Linked DNA regions of Cricetulus griseus: region 1 is linked to region 2. Evidence: chromatin contacts called from public Micro-C data. All regions are on one chromosome and are shown on one strand. The core of a region is the stretch at or near the end of the contact, and the rest is flanking DNA. Distances in the headings are between cores, read along the strand shown. Region 1 holds the start of Hat1 (histone acetyltransferase type B catalytic subunit). Region 2 holds the start of Dlx1 (homeobox protein DLX-1).

Region 1 (3,518 bases), core at 127-2,626, 140 kb before region 2:
GCCTATTGGGGTGCAGAAATTTTTCACTTCCAACATATAATGGCAAGGATATATATGACCATTCCAAAAGGTCAGGAAGGGAGCACAGTGAGGAAATACTGGACCAAAGCAAGACAGAGAAGTAACTGGGCAAACCCCAACCTCTGCATCTCCATGTCTGATGTCAAAACACTCTTCAGATAACTTCAGCTTGTGTCAAGTTGACATAAATCTCCCCAGCACAGTCCTCTTTTATAATTTTTTAAAAATAAATTCTGTTGGTACGATTCCTCTAGAAAAGTTGACTAACACAAGGAGCACATAACTTAAGAGGAGAGAGGGTCACGATTTACAACCTAAGGACAGATCAGGAAGAGAGGCCTCCCTTCTGTGAAAACCAAAAAAGAAAGGGAGTGGGCAAGGAAGAAAGGGAAAAAAAGAGAATCAGCCCCAGGAAAGGAAATTGCCAAGTTCCTCTTCAGTTGTCTACAGTCTCTGGAAGAACCCAATTCTCCAGATACTCAGGTCTCCAGAGGCTGAGGGTCCTGGGTCAGTGGACTGGTAACTACCAGGTTCCTGGCCTTTACAGTGATATAACCTCTTCAATTGTACAATATAAGCCAAGATAATAAATCTTTTTGTTGTTGTTTTGTTTCTTTGAGACAGGGTTTCTTTGTGTAGCCCTGGCTGTTCTGGAACTTGCTTTGTAGATCCGGCACGCCTGGAACTCACAGAAACAGGCCTGCCTCTGGCTCCCAAGTGCTAGGTTTAAAGGAGTATGCCACTACCTCCCACTCTGAGTTCTTTAATATGACACTGTTTATCATATTGAAATCATGAAGTTTATTATGGACCAGTGGCAAAGTGTTTTGCCCAGCGTAAGCATGACTCTGGGCTGGACACCCAGTTCCAAAATACGAATACAATACAGAGAAAACGATTTAAAATGGGTTATGGCAAAAATAGAGACAAGTAAAAAATTTAAAACTTCGAATGAGCCGGGCCGTGGTGGCGCACGCCTTTAATCCCAGCACTCGGGAGGCAGAGGCAGGCGGATTCCTGTGAGTTCGAGACCAGCCTCGTCTACAGAGCGAGTTCCAGGACAGCCTCCAAAGCCACAGAGAAACCCTGTCTCAAAAAACCCAAACCAAACCAAAACTTCGGAGTGAAACGTGTCAAAGGGAGGGATTTTCAGCCTCTGCGAGGGAGAGGGAAAAACCGCCGTAGGCTGTCTGAGAGTTAGCGTTAATTCCCATGAAAATCTCTAGCAGCCAACAAGCTGCGCGGGGCTGCGCGCGGAAGACCAGCAGCAGGGATGTACGCCCTCGCGGTGGCTAGGCAACCGCTCGCGCCTTCTCACGGTACTAGCCCCGCCTCCTGAGCACTTCCGTCCCCGCGCTCCCAGAACTACCTCCTCTCATTGGCTCGTGCCTCCCCGAGGTTGGGCGGGGGAAATGCGTCATCATTGCGCTCATTTCCGGTCCGGGAGCGCGCGGGTTGATTTGTCCTTCCTCAGCCGCGGGCCCTCACAGCTCGGAAATGGCGGGTAAGTTCCCGGGAAAAGTTTAGCAAGGGGAGGAGGCGGGTGGTTCTGGGGAAGAACGTCGAGGCGGCTGTGACAGTGGCCGACTGGAACTTTCGAGCTCTAGCCGAAGTTCCAGAAGGCCTCTCCCTGCCGCGAGGCACCGAGCGTCGGAGGCTGCCTCCCGGTGGGCCGCGCTCGGTGCCGCCGCCCCCAGTGCTTGCGCTCCGCGCCTTCCGTGGGCCACCGGGCCCTGCCGAGGAGGGTAGGCGCGCCCGGGGCAGAGCGTGCGATTTCGTCTGGTGAAGCGTGGTCAGCATCGGGGCCTGTTTTTCTCTTTCATTTTGCCCGCTGCTGCCCTAATGTAGTCATCGGGTTCATTTCCCGCCAGCTGATGCTCCCAGGGCCCTGCCCACCTTCCCCACGGCCAGCTTCTGTGCGAGCGCAGTGCTGCGCTGACCTGTTCCCGGGCACACTCTGGGTCTGTTAACCCTGCAGGATTATTGAGATAATTTTTAGATGTCTTTTGAGAAAGACGTTTCTGCACTGCCGAACTTCTATTTTAGAGTGGGACTTGTGTACTGTATGTAGTAGTTGGTATTCTCTTATTCTGGTTTCATTTGAGTCTTCTAGTCTTCGGTGTTTAAGAATGTTTAAATTGCCGGGCCCTGGTGGTGCACTCCTTTGATCCCAATACTCAGGAGGCAGAGGCAGGAAGAACTCTGTGAGTTTGAGGCCAGCCTGGTCTACAGAATGATTTCCAGAACAGCCAGGGCTACTCGGTGCAACCCTGTCTCGAACAAAAGTAAATTGCTATTGAACTGTTTTGATGTATTTTCTTTTGAAGTGGTGGGTATTTTCTTTTGTAATTATCCCCTAGTCCTTCACATTGAGTCACCATCACTACGGGTTAAACTCGCTCCACTTTTACAGGTGGGCTGGATTACCAAACTGTGTAGTTTGAAATTTGCTTGTGTTTAAGAAACGAAGTTGTCTAGTAGGATATTGGATTACCCTGTTACCATAAAAGAGTTACTGTATAATGAAAATTACATCAAAAATTCGAACTTGAGCCCTACAATTAACCCTCTTCCTTAGCCTGAGTTATTGAATGAGGGCTGAAGCAGTACATACTTAAAGGTGATTTCTATAACCGGTTTCTTGAAATGAGTTTTGTTACCATCATGCAGGGTACACTGGCTCCAGCTCAGTGCTGTCATAGCCTCCTGCATGAATTACAGGCCTGGCTCAAGAGTGGTTTTATCTTCTGTTTTATGAGGCATTCTTTTTCCTCTTTCTTTTCTTTTTTTTAAAGATTTTATTTATTTGTATACAACATTCTGCTTCCATGTATATCTGCACACCAGAAGAGGGCACCATATCTTATAACGGATGGTTGTGAGCCACCATGTGGTTGCTGGGAATTGAACTCAGGACCTCTGGAAGGGCAGTCGGTGCTCTTAACCGCTGAGCCATCTCTCCAGCCCCCTTATGAGGCATACTTATGCAGTGTATTTATTGAAGGGTTCATGGAGAGAGACCTGTACTGTTGTAGCATGTATGTTTTCCATCTTATCCTTAGCCTACTTCAAATAAAAATCCTGCTTGTAGGTATTTAAATCACTTCTAACCAACCTTTCAAAACTTCTTCTAGGATTTGGTGCAATGGAGAAATTTCTGGTGGAATATAAGAGTGCAGTGGAGAAGAAATTGGCCGAGTACAAATGTAACACCAATACAGCGATCGAACTGAAATTAGGTACGTATGTAATTTCAGAATGATTTATATAACATGGCCTTTTAAAATTTGAAATAAAATTTTATTTTAAGAATAATTATATAACTGGTATTTCCTGCATTTGTGAACATTGAGTTTATGCTGTGGAATGGGTAGGTGGAAGACAGCAGTTTAACACATGGGAAAGATACTGTGGCAAAAAGTCACAGGTATGTGTAATCTCAGCTTCTTAAAGAAATTTACTTTCTTGCTTTTGAATATGATAGGCAGTAACTGGTG
Region 2 (3,468 bases), core at 384-2,883:
GTTCAGCTCAGGCCAGATCAAATCCCGGGCTGTTTAACGCTGAAAGGCTGCATGTTGCTATTAGTGTTAAATATATGGCTAATTATGCGTATGAAAATTAAACATCAGTGTTATGCTAATGGGGTGCCTTCAGCTGCGGATCTGAGCACTTGAGACTACCATTTAATCAAATGAATCAGTAACTAATACGTGTGCACGTGTGAACTTTCACAAGATCATTTCCCCGTCCCCCGTCACACCGCTAAATTATGAAAGAAATAATTATCAACACTTTCTAATTACCTAACAAAGTAATTTGGGATTCATCTGGGGCTGGAGGGATTGGGAACCAACAGTACCTAGCAACCAGCGTAGTTTGCGCCACGCAGCACCGCGGCTTGTGGGGTGGCTGTGTGTAGTAGTGGTGGGTGGGGGCGAGAGGGCCTTTTGTATACTTTTCAATACCGAGGTAGACCGCGCCTTGGCAGCTTTTGCTGCCACCAGCGCCCCTCGACGCAGCCCCGGCCTGGAGGCGCCAGCTTTGGCCACTGGAGGTGAGGAAGAGACTTGGCGACAAAGAGGGGCATGTCTGTACCCAAATATTGGAGCCTACCACAGATTTGGATTTGCTGAGGGTTTCTCTCTCCGTCCCGACCCCCCTCCCCGCAGGGCTCCCAAACCCCAAGTAGTCTGGTCAGACCCCAGGAGGTTGGAAAATGACCACCTGGAGAGTGTTCGAAGCTCCAGCCGCCTGGCGCCCGCAGGTCCCAGGACTCCACGCTGCGCCGCGCCCGCGGGGCCAGTGAGCCCCGGGCGCATGGCTCAGGGGGAGTGGGGAGGGGAGGGGGAGGCAGGAAGGTTGGGAGGGAAAAGGGGGGAGGCGGTGCAGCCGCCTTTCCTGGGAGGAGAAGCGCGGGTTCCTGGCTTTCCAAGTGCACTGCTTTGATCAGACCCGTGCAGCCTCTAGCTGGAGTGGCCAGCTGGGCCTGGAGAGATGCGAGCAAGCCCCTGGGAGCGGTGGCAGCGGCGGCGCGGCGGCCGAGTGAGTGAGTTGGGCCGGAGGGTTCCCAAACCCCGATCCCCGGGATGTGGCTGAGAGGACCCGGGCCTGGGAGGTACGGCCTGGAGCGCGCTGAGCTAGGCATAGGATGCTCGGGAGAACCGCTGGCTGCTGGCTACCTGGGTTGTCTCCCAATGCGCGACCCCGCGATCCAGAGAGACCGCGGCCAGACTGGAGCGGCTCTCTGCACCGGACTGGGTGACCGCGAGAAGTGGTCCGGGGTCCCAGGAGTTGGGGGCGGGCGAAGGGTGGGGACAGCAAGGGGGAGGGCAACGGCAGGGAGCCGCTGGTTGGTTTCTGGGGCGGGAAGCGCGCGAGGGAGGCGGGAGGCTGGAGTCGCGGGCCTCCAAAGTCCCAGCGCGGATGGACGCCGCAGCCCATTGTGCTTCACGCTCCGCGCGCTCTGTTGCAGAGGAGCCCGGGCCGGGACGTGTGGACCCGACTCTCCCCAGGCCGGGCCGCGTCGCCCGCTCTAGTCCAGCCAAGCCGGAGCTTCTCGGACCAATCCCCGGTGATTATGCAAGAGAGCCGACCAATCAGCTCCACCAGCTCATGAATATTTATGACCTTGGCTGAGTCAAAGCTTTGAACCGAGTTTGGGGAGCTCGGCAGCATCATGCTTAGACTTTTCAAAGAGACAAACTCCATTTTCTTATGAATGGAAAGTGAAAACCCCTGTTCCGCTTAAATTGGGTTCCTTCCTGTCCTGAGAAACATAGAGACCCCCAAAAGGGAAGCAGAGGAGAGAAAGACCCACACCCAGACCCCGCGAGAAGAGATGACCATGACCACCATGCCAGAAAGTCTCAACAGCCCCGTGTCGGGCAAGGCGGTGTTTATGGAGTTTGGGCCGCCCAACCAGCAAATGTCTCCTTCTCCCATGTCCCACGGGCACTACTCCATGCACTGTTTACACTCGGCCGGCCATTCGCAGCCCGACAGTGCCTACAGTTCGGCCTCATCCTTCTCCCGACCGCTGGGCTACCCCTACGTCAACTCGGTCAGCAGCCACGCGTCCAGCCCCTACATCAGTTCCGTGCAGTCCTACCCCGGCAGTGCCAGCCTCGCCCAGAGCCGCCTGGAGGACCCAGGTACGTGCGCTTGCCAGGGACAAGGAGAGAAGGGTAGGAAAAAGGGGGAGAAGGGGAGGGGGAACGAGAGAAGACAAGAGAGAAGAGTGGGGTAGAGAGAGGTGGGTGGGGGTGGGGAAGGCGCGGAAGTAGTAGAGGTTTCGGATATCAATCTATAGATCCTTGTCACTGAAAAGAAAAAAAAAATATTAAGTCAATTCAATTTACAACTGTCCAGCAAAGGATAAATCCGAGCGCGTCTCCTGGCACTGGCTGGGCCTCCGGACTGCTCGGTGCGTCGAGCACACAATGCCCTGCTGCAGAACAGAAACCCACATGTGCGCGTATTAGTCTCGGTAATTATTTATTGCGTAGCGCTATAAACAATGTATGCAATTAAGGGTAATTAAACCTCAACTACCGCCTGCAAAAATAGCAAACTTTCCCTGCAAAGGCAATAGCTGCGCTCTTGGGATCGGCCCAATTCTGTCTGCAGCAGACAGGGATCTGCGCTCGGACCTTGAGGAACCTTTGCAGTCTTTCAGGGTTTCTTGAGCGTTCTTTTCCGGACCCTGCCTCTACCAGCCCATCCATAGACACTCTCTCTCGTCCCTCCGCATTAAAGGCAGTCCAGAATTAACAAGGGTATTTGCTTCTGTTGTCCCTCCAGGGGCGGACTCCGAGAAGAGCACCGTGGTGGAAGGCGGTGAAGTGCGCTTTAATGGCAAAGGGAAAAAGATCCGTAAACCCAGGACAATTTATTCCAGTTTGCAGTTGCAGGCTTTGAATCGGAGGTTCCAACAAACTCAGTACCTAGCTCTCCCTGAGAGGGCGGAGCTCGCAGCCTCCTTGGGACTCACACAGACTCAGGTACCTGGCCTCTGCCTGTCCGACAAATAGGGTTCCTGAGCTGGGTTTGAGCCCTAGGCTTCGAATTTCTTGTTCACTGGGCCTCTGGTTCGAGATGTCACTGTGCCTGTGTGTGCGTGTGTGCGTGTGTGCGTGTGTGCGTGTGTGCGTGTGTGTGTGTGTGTGTGTGTGTGTGTGTGTGTGTGTGTGTGTGTGTGTCCACCTCTGACTTCCAGTGTCTCCCCTTCCTCCCACATGCTGTCTGTCCTAGCTCGGACTCTACTCTGACCTGCAGGCTGCCTGCTCTTCGGTCCCTGGACTTCTGATCCGGGAGCAGGAAGGATTTCTCCACACGTTTTGTTCGGAGATTCTGAGGTCACACGTGCCGGAACAACTGGAACAATAGAAGGGGGATTTAATCCTCCTTTGCCTTTAAAGTGTGTGGCTAATCACTTGGATCCTGGGCCTAATCCTAAATCTCCCTCCACTTCCTCCTCACGAGGTGGCAGA

The links. A called contact is a pair of places that touch in the nucleus more often than the background predicts.
Region 1: a contact with region 2 is called in a Micro-C map of the CHO-K1 cell line, with 2.0 times the contacts expected there. The contact joins the promoter of Hat1 here to the promoter of Dlx1 in region 2.

The regions. Positions count from the first base shown.
Region 1 is chr6:103,799,118-103,802,635 of CriGri-PICRH-1.0, reverse strand. Hat1 (histone acetyltransferase type B catalytic subunit) reads left to right here and starts at 1,376. Exons shown (of 11, transcript XM_027420199.2): 1 at 1,376-1,525; 2 at 3,156-3,260. The coding sequence starts at 1,519.
Region 2 is chr6:103,661,469-103,664,936 of CriGri-PICRH-1.0, reverse strand. Dlx1 (homeobox protein DLX-1) reads left to right here and starts at 1,633. Exons shown (of 3, transcript XM_027420197.2): 1 at 1,633-2,130; 2 at 2,780-2,979. The coding sequence starts at 1,818.